Regions from separate parts of the Triticum aestivum genome. Here region 2 is linked to region 1. The links are chromatin contacts, called in public Hi-C maps. All regions are on one chromosome and are shown on one strand. The core of a region is the stretch at or near the end of the contact, and the rest is flanking DNA. Distances in the headings are between cores, read along the strand shown. Region 1 holds the start of LOC123138182 (nicastrin). Region 2 has its middle 8.9 kb from the start of LOC123134507.

What was found. A called contact is a pair of places that touch in the nucleus more often than the background predicts.
Region 2: a contact with region 1 is called in a Hi-C map of leaf, with 2.2 times the contacts expected there. The contact joins the enhancer-like site here to the promoter of LOC123138182 in region 1. A contact is called at or near these places in 2 of 5 Hi-C or Micro-C datasets (both in leaf).

What each region holds. Positions count from the first base shown.
Region 1 is chr6B:586,977,912-586,982,453 of IWGSC CS RefSeq v2.1, forward strand. It overlaps LOC123138182 (nicastrin), which reads right to left and starts at 2,412. Exons shown (of 16, transcript XM_044558102.1): 1 at 2,202-2,412; 2 at 1,362-1,475; 3 at 1,114-1,231; 4 at 820-893; 5 at 655-731; 6 at 378-455; 7 at 226-297; 8 at 33-106. The coding sequence starts at 2,280. It overlaps LOC123138181 (ATP-dependent RNA helicase DEAH13), which reads left to right and starts at 2,368. Exons shown (of 12, transcript XM_044558100.1): 1 at 2,368-2,663; 2 at 2,732-2,817; 3 at 2,914-2,988; 4 at 3,309-3,358; 5 at 3,446-3,506; 6 at 3,592-4,011; 7 at 4,105-4,317; 8 at 4,439-4,542. The coding sequence starts at 2,746.
Region 2 is chr6B:587,122,471-587,127,012 of IWGSC CS RefSeq v2.1, forward strand. No RefSeq gene overlaps it. Among protein-coding and RNA genes, the nearest start is that of LOC123134507, 8.9 kb to the left of the region's middle. Within about 2 kb of position 2,036, at least 3 of the 8 cell types and tissues checked have an H3K27ac peak or open chromatin away from gene starts, as enhancers often do. A contact at or near this core is called in leaf, where this site is marked.

The sequences.
Region 1 (4,542 bases), core at 1,162-3,661:
AGGATGCCTTATGCAAGAAAGGAAGTACCGACCTCTGTCCTCCTAAGGGCAAGCACGACTGCTCTTTGAGGCAGGACTCTGAACCATTTGTTTCAGCTTTAGTTGTCTGTGGTTCATGCAATTTTAGAAGTATACAATACATGCATCACTGACAATACTTCTATTATCAATAAATAAACATGGACTGATAGAAGTAAAGAGAAATGGCCAGAAAAAACTCCGAACCTGCATAACAAGGTCAAATTCCGCTACATTTGCTTGATATCCATTGTTAGACTTCTCATTCTTGTCCGCAATCTGTTATCAACAGCAATGCCCAATTATATAGGCTTGTAACTTTTGGTTAATTTTGAAATAAATAAAAGCAGATGGAATACCTTTCGCATAGTCTGCGTGCTCTCCTCTGAAAGTAGAAACACGGGAAAATCATATCTGTTCCACATAATACCTGACCCCTACAAGGTAAAACTGTACCGTTAACAGAGGTATACTGGAAGCACAATAAAAGCTTTTGCATTAAAGGGGTACTACACATTTAACTATTTTTTTGAACTGAACAGCACGTTTAACAATTGAAGGGTTAATCTCCTTTCCGAAAAAAAGTAAAAAAAACTCTTGAAGGGTGGTAGTATTCCAATAAAACCTAAAACTTACAGCAGGATTCCAATCATGGCTGACATTTGAGTATGGTGCAAAATCCTCTTGTGGAAATTTTCTATCCGGTGACAACTCTACAGTCAGAAACAGAACATTTTCTTGGTGATAAGACAACAAGACATACAAAGAGCACACGAAAAATAGGGAGATACTTCCACTGACCTAGTAACTTGTCACCATTTGATTCAACCAGTACACCGGCAACCTTATGGTAAAGTTCTGGATCATTGGATACCCTGCACAAGAACATACAAAAACTACCAAATGTTACCATCTCTCAACGTGTCAAGGGCAATGCAGCTATGAAAGAAAATCACAAATATTATGTAACTTCAGTATCTCAGTTGTCCCATCAAGGAAGAGACACGAAAACTTCATTTTTCACTGGCATGCACAAACATTATAAAAACATCTGCAATTATCTAAGCACAGGATTTAACAAATCTGATCTTATACCTCAGAAAGAAAGCTGGCATCTGATCCAAGGGAAGAAGAACCGCAGACGGTTGAGCCAACTGGTCATCGCTGTTTTTGAATCTTACAATCGGTGCAATAACCAGGCCGTGCCCAGGATCTGATTAAATAGAAGAGACACTGAGAACCAATTACACTTCACAACACAGACTTGTTGAAGATTGCTATGGTCACAGAACATCACATCCATTCTATAAGCATACAGCATTAGGGGAAACAAAGATACTCACTAGAGCAGCCGATTTCACCAGAAAGATTAAGCAGCCTGACACAAGGGAAGCTTTCAATGTTTACATACATTGCCTTCACAAGATCTGGAACAGATTCCAGTGTAGCAGCATCTCCTAGAAAAACATAAAGGCAACATGAACCTCTGCTACAGTACATCAAGTGAGGAGAAAAATAATTTAACAGAGTTACTAGCTATAGAGAAGCCAGAACTTGTGACACTGTTTTGCGAATCTATCTCCAAGCTATGCAAGCACATGACACGAGCAAAAAAGTATGCAAGCATGTAAAAGCAACCATGCTAGTTTTGTAACCAAATCGCCTGTCATAACAGCACACAATCTCACTCCACCAACTCAATATCAGAATTGGAATAAGCAATTCAACGCCAACCTCAAACATTCGTAGTTGTAACTAGTAAGGCACCATGATGCATTTTTCTTGCAAATGTGAAGTCTGGGTGTGGTTCTAGTGTAGTCACAATAGCAGAAGTTCTAGAACTGAGATAGCACAAGCCGCGGACACATATCGAAGCAACTACCAATCCATTATCAGTTAATAAGCACAGCAGCAGCTTGCCAAACCAAAGCTTACAACTAGTAGCTAACAAGGCCCACTACTTGGTTCACCTACAGGTTGAGACGGACGACCTAATCCCCATGCGGATTCACCCTAGAAGCTTAGCCGCAGCGAACGGAAGGCTCTGAGGAAGCGTGAGATCGCCTCGATTGGACTCAATTCTTACATAAAATAAGCACGGCGAACTAGGCGAGGATTACTTTTGCTTTTGCTTTGAGAAGGAGGGTTTTGGATGGGGCGAGGGGCACGGAGGACCAACTCACCGGAGACGGCGGGGGCGAGGAACACGAGGACGGCGCAGGCGAGGGCCGCGAGGAGGGGAGCCGCGGAGCCGGCCGCCATGGCGGACGCGGCGGCGATCTGAGGCTCAGGGGGCGGACGAGGCAGAGGCCGTCGTCGTCTCGTCTCTGACCGGAACCGGAAGGCGGAAGAGGCCACCACCAGGCTAGAGAGAAAGGTTCGTGGGCTAGTGGGCCCTTATGGCCGTTTCCGTCTCATTCTTGCGGCTTCGCGACACTTAAGCCCAACACGGCCCTACGCCCTAGCCGAGCGCCACACCCGCGCCGGCGCCGCCATCCCCTGTTGCTCTCCTCCGTTGGCGCCGCCCCCTCCCTCCTCCGTCACCCCTCTCGGCCTACCTGCCCGGAGTCCGCCCTCCGGCGTGCCGCGGCCAAGCTCCAATCTCCACGCGGCAGACCTCGGCGGCGACAGCTGCGGTGTGCGGTGTGAGTTTCCGGCCGCCTTACTCGCATACTTGGCGCTCTGTATCTGCGGTCTCTGATGCTTCTCGCAGGTCGCAGTTCGAGCATGGAGAAGGAGGATAGCAACGCGCTGATCTTGCCCTGCAAGAGGAAGAACAAAGCCCAAGGGAAAGGCAAGGTAATCATAATAATGGGTGCATTTTATCTGCCCCCCGTGTCTTGGTTTCCCTTCTGACCAGATGCTAGTATGTGATTGTGTTTTCTGGATTGCTAGGATGGCAACAAGAACAAGACCAAGGAAGATGCTAAGATGAGCAAGACTCGGCTTAAAAAGCTGCAGAAATTGGAGGTTGATAGCAACGCGCTGATTTTGCCCTGCAAGACGAAGAACAAATCGCAAGGGAAAGGCAAGGTAATAATAACAATGGGTGCATTTTATCTGCCCCACGTGCCTTGGTTTCCCTTCTGATCAGATGCTAGTATGTGATTGTGTGAACCTCTGTTTTCTGGATTGCTAGGATGGCAACAAGAACAAGACCAAGGAAGATGCTAAGATGAGCAAGACTCAGCTCAAAAAGCTGCAGAAATTGGAGGTTGGGACTTCTTCTGTTGCTAGCCAGCTTTGGTGTTTGTATCAGTATATGTTAATGCCGGTCTGACTGTTCGCAGGAGGACAAACAAAAGAAGGCGCTGCAAGCTCAAAGCATCGGGACTTTGCAGTATGTCTTGAACTTGTCATGTTTACTTTCTGTGCTGGTTTCTATTTCTTTCTGACGATTATGTATGATAATGGCCCTGCGCAATAGGAAGCACAGGATCGCTGATGAGGCATACTCACTGCTGCACACTTCGGGGTCTATTGGTCAAGTACGGTGGCTCTATCTGCACCACCTGGATCAGTTCCTTTCGCATTGCAGGATTATTTTCCTCATGGTATTTTGTTGCACTGCAGGCTGCGACTATGAAAGAAAAACGTAGGCGTGCCATGCAGTTGTGCAAGGCTGGTTTAGATGTCCCTGAAGAACTTTCGCTATTCAAGAAAAACTCTGATCAGAAAGGAGTTCCAGTTCCTGAAAACACTGAAGATGTGCCGGAAGCTTGCCCAGTGAAGTTAGTTCAGAGCACAAAACTTTATCATCCTGGTAGTGAACGAAAGAATCATGAGAGTGATGCAGTGAAGCCTAACATGGGTATTGGTGTGAGCATTCTGGATCAAAAAACTGAAGAGACTAATGCTGATGTTGACAATTCAGCACATCAGAGCATTCCAAAACAAAAAACTGAAAAGACTAATGATGATGATGACATTTTGGTACATCCGACAGTTCGTTCATCTGTGCCAAGTTGCTCTGGTGTAGAGATTGATATCCAGGTGACTGGTCCGCATCTGAAATATATTCGTCTCAGAAAGCTGGTGCCATGTTCTGACTTAACTGAATTATTATCCTTCTCCTGTTTTTGTTAGGATAAAGAGCCACAACAAGGTGAAGCCGCTGTACAGGAGTGCTTCAGTTCTCCCATTGTTGTGCATGTGTCAAGACCACATGAGGTTGAGAAGGCGAGGAGGGATCTCCCAATAATAATGATGGAGCAGGAAATAATGGAAGCTATCTATGAAAATTCAGTGGTAATTCTGTGCGGAGAAACGGGCTGTGGTAAAACTACTCAGGTCCCTCAGGTGAGTGTGCTCACACATGGCGCCTCTTAAACATTTGTCTAAGCTAGGAGTTCTGATCCTTTAGGCTTGTATTAAGCATCTACCAAGTTTTTCATTGCTCTCTATGCTATTTGTTCTGCAGTTCTTATATGAAGCCGGCTTTGGCACAAGCAATCGAGCTGATAGAAAAGGGATGATTGGTATCACCCAGCCACGGCGTGTTGCTGTTCTTGCCACATCCAAGAG
Region 2 (4,542 bases), core at 786-3,285, 140 kb after region 1:
ACTTATAGTTTAAATGATATGGACGATTTAATTTAGCTAAGATGAAATAAAAGGGTGGATTTATGTGTGGGAGAAGAGAGAGAGAGGGAGAGAGAGAGAGAGGGCTGTCACATGCTGCCACCAATCCCTGCCATATGAAGGACAATGGTGGGGCCAATAGTTGTATTAGGCATGGTATTCAATTTGTATAGCAAAAAAAGGGAGAATAGTAGATGTTTACAGCCTGAATCTTAAAGCCATCGATGAAAGGTGAGGTTTTTCATAGTAAAAGAAAAAGGTGAGAGTTTTTAGCCAAATCCGCATTTAATTTAAAATTTCAGAAATCGCTGGAATGTGAGAATTCAAACATTGGTCTAAGAATATCCTTTTGGGCACTGAATTTTCAGGATCTATAGAGTTACTCTTACTATCGGCGCTGCTACGCGTCCGCCGGCCGATGATTCTAAAATATCCGCCGCGTCGATGGTCGTTGGATCCCCGCGCCGTTAGCCGTCCGATGTAGTGGCTGCGCCCCGCATGCCCCCTCATTAATTCCCGCAACAACCGCGTTGTTGCGGAAACAAACAACCTTGCCCCGGCCCCGACAGAGCTGCGCAACCTTACCCCGGCCCCGACAGAGCTGCGCCCAGCGCGGCGCTATTGCGGAAACAAACAACCTTGCCCCGGCCCCGACAGAGTTGCGCCCAGCGCGGCGCTATTGCGGAAACAAACAACCTTGCCCCGGCCCCGACAGAGCTGCGCCCAGCGCGACACTATTGCGGAAACAAACAACCTTGCCTCGGCCCCGACAGAGCTGCGCCCAGCGCGGCGCTATTGCGGAAACAAACAACCTTGCCTCGGCCACGACAGAGCTGCGCCCAGGGCGGCGCTATTGCAGAAATAAACAACCTTGCCCCAGCCCCGACAGAGTTGCGCCCAGCGCGGCGCTATTGCGAAAACAAACAACCTTGCCCCGGCCCCGACGGCCCCGCCCATGTTCCTGCAACAAGACCCATGTTGCAAAACCTGCATTTCAAGATAGCCTTTGCTTCAAGACCATCTCCGACCTCTTCTCTGTATTCCTGCAACAAGACCCTTGTTGCAAAAATTTCAACAACATCTCCAGCCTCTTCTCTGTATTCCTGCAACAAGGCATTTGCTGCAAAAAAAAATTGCAACCAAGGTGATGTTGTGGTAGAAGCTTTGTGTCAGCAGATCGAGCCGAAAAGCTTTAGCACGGTTTGGCTTTGGACGAGCAGTCCAGTATGCTCTCAAACATCTTGGCGATGACCTCGGTGAGCTCGATGCCGGCTAAATGGATCGCCGGAAGCAAGACAACGAGCAGCTGCATCACTAGGGACTGCTCCATGGCCATCTTCCTCAACGCTGCCACCGAACAATCGTCGTCGCAGACAAGCTTGGACGAACTGTTGCTTTCATTGAAGTGCTCCTGAAGCGGCAACGGCGACGCAGGGGTTAGCCGGATGCGGAGGGACGCCGAGCAGCGACAAGGGGTGCGGCTCGCCGGCGAAGCGCGTGCGGGCGGACGGTGCTGGCCAAGCTGTTAACTCACAGTCAGTTTTGGCTACGGGCGAAAAAAGTATGAAGAAGTTTCGCTCAAGATAAGGATATCGGTGGAGTGGGGGCCACTTGACGCGTGTCAATCGCTGAAGGAGGCGGATGCGTCGTGGTTATCAGCCGGTTGAAGCTAATCTTTTCCCTTACTCTTACCGGGGCACGTCCTTTTCGTGGCATTTTGTTTCTCATGCGACTGCTGCAAGTGACACGAATCACGAATGGGGGGATTGGGTTGGGGTCGCTGGTGATAGGGAAAGCGGATGGACGGACGGGTTCGTGCGCGCCACTGCTAGTCATCATCGCGTAGCCCGGCCAGGACAAGAGGAAAACAGCAGAAAGGCAGCACCGCCGCGATCCGGAGGGCCCCGGTGCGGCCGGGAATCGAGCTTTCCCACGGCGGATCGGGAGAGATGGAGGCACCACATGCCCGCCGGAAACTTTCCCTCCCTCTTGGCTCCTCCTGTGACGTTAACCAACGGAAGAAACTTCCACCACTCCCACCCACCCGCCTAGTCTGCTTCACCTCACCTCACCGTCCAGCAGCAGTAGCCATCGCCACCTCACCCCCGCCTCTTCCGGTCCAGTTCACCCCTGCTTCCCGCCGCTTTCCTCCCCGCTCTGTGCACTGTAAGCGTGCACGCGCGCACCTGCCCTGCCTCTAACGGCGGTGGTATAAATCAGAGCTCCCCTGGCTCCGGCAGACGCCTCGGTTTCTCTCTTTCTTCACGCTCCCTCCCCACAAGCTGACGTCCTGACCACCCTCTGCAAGCTCGCCTCTCCCCACGCTGGCAACCGGGATGAGCTGCGGCGGCGGCCAGAAGGCGGCACCGGCAACGGCAAGGGCACGCCCTCGCTGCATCCCCAAGAGAGGGGCGGTGCTGAGGGGAGCCGTTCGCGGCGCGCTCCGCTTCCTCCTTTCCCCGGTGAACGGCGCACCGGCGGTCGGCGGCCGCGTGCAGCCAGCCCCCCCGCCCAACCCGGGGGGAGGTGACGCCGCGGCGGAGCAGGGGAAGTAGGCGGGAGGCATCGTATCGTTCGCCGGGTTTAGTTCAGCGAGCCAACCATTTTATCTCGGCCGTGTCCGTTAATTATGCTTCGTTCGTGTTGCTCGCCACATCCATGTTTTGCATCAACTGCTCTTTCTTACTAATCTGTTCATCAACTGCTTCTGTTTGCGGTAAACGGCCACATAACAAAACAACACATTTGATCCATCCCTCCCCTTCATCACAGAGCAAAAATCACGTTTTCTAAGAAAATATGAAAAAGTACCAGGCGCGCCCAAAAAGAAAATTCAGCTAGAGTGAAGTTCTTTTTTAATGTGAAGGGTCTTTCCCCCGATTTCCGATTTCATTAACGAAACCAAATAGTCGTTTCATACAGCCCAAACACAACACCACCAACAGCTAGATCAAGTCTGGGGAAGCAAAGGTCCCCCAACACTCCTACATCCCCTGACCGAATTACAAAGTAGAGAGGATACATGAAAGTAAAGCAACCACAAAAATCGTTCAAAACCCTCCTAGATTTTAATCAAAAACTACTGGACTAAACAAGTCATGCATCCTCCAGTCTTGAAGCCCAGGACGCCCAGCTTTTCGTGAGTAATTTTTTTAGTTTGCATATAAGATTTGGTCAAAGTTAAACTTTGTGAAATTTGACTAGCTTTGTAGGAAAAGATATCAACATCCACACTATGAAATCAATAATATTAGATGCATGATGAAATTAATTTTCATAACATATAACTTTAATATTGTATATGTTAATATTTTTTCTATAAAGTTAGTCAAACTTTACAAAGTTTGACTTTGACCAAAACTTATATGCGGAGTAAAAAGAAACAGAGGGAGTACTTTACATGCTAGAGTTTTAAAAGACTACCGAATATTTTTTTCCGCTGATAACTATTAAGTCAGGGGTCGGCTGTTTAAAAAAACTCTAATTGTCCAATGCTTTACAATTGATCGTGATTATGACAGTTGGGGCCCGCATGTAAGAAAACTAATTGTTTTGACTGTTTGTTTGACCGTTAAATGACAACGGGGGCCCACATGTTAGTGTCCCTGCATACTTAAAAAAGCAATCTTTAAACTTTTAAAAATGCAATCAGGTTCTACAAACAAACTAAAAAAGCCATCGGGTCCCTCCCATGCTCAAGATCCAGAGGAACGCACCCGCCGCGGTGCTCGCTGCGGAGCTCCCTCTCGTCGCGGCGTCCGGTGCGCCTAGCTCCCTTCCAGCGCCGCCGCACAGCTCCCTCTTATCGTCCGTCGCCCGCCCAGTGCGCTCCGCCGCGGAGCCCCTTCCAGCGCGCGTACGGGCTGCCGCCTCCTCCTGCCGGGGAGCTGGGCCTGCAACCATCGTGAGCTCCTCGGCGTGCATCCTCTCACTCTCCCTCTTTCCAGGGCGCGGCGGCCCAAGCCCCTGGCCATGGCGCTCGGCTGGCGGCAGTCCATGCCCCTTGGCGCGGTGGTCCGAATCCCTGCCCCTGGCCATGGCGCGTGGTTGGCGGCGGCCCGTGCTCCTGAGTGTCGGCTGCTCCTTGAGCGGCGCTCCTTCCCGGAGTCGGCGTTGGCTTGGCGTGCGGCGGAGTGGCGGAGGTGGTCGAGCTCGGGCCTTGGTTAAGAGGAGAAGGGAGAGAAGAAAAGGATAAGAGGAAGACGAAGGAACTTACATGTGGGTCCCACATGTAAGATAACGGTCAAATAAAACAGTCAAACAAACAAAATGTTTAGAAGTGGGTCCGATCTGTCAGAATATGATTTAAACTGCTAGTGACGAGCGTTTTGGGTTTTTTTGAAACAACCGACCCCTGATTTGGAAGTTATCAGCGAAAAAATATTCCATAGTTTTTTGAAACTCTATCCTGTAAAGTAGTACTTTTATACTATTTACTCAGCTTTTCGTGCTTGAAAGATTTCACTGGCTACTTGATCCAGCAGTTTTGTGCACCATTGTAGCTCCAGTTTTGCGTCCCCCCAC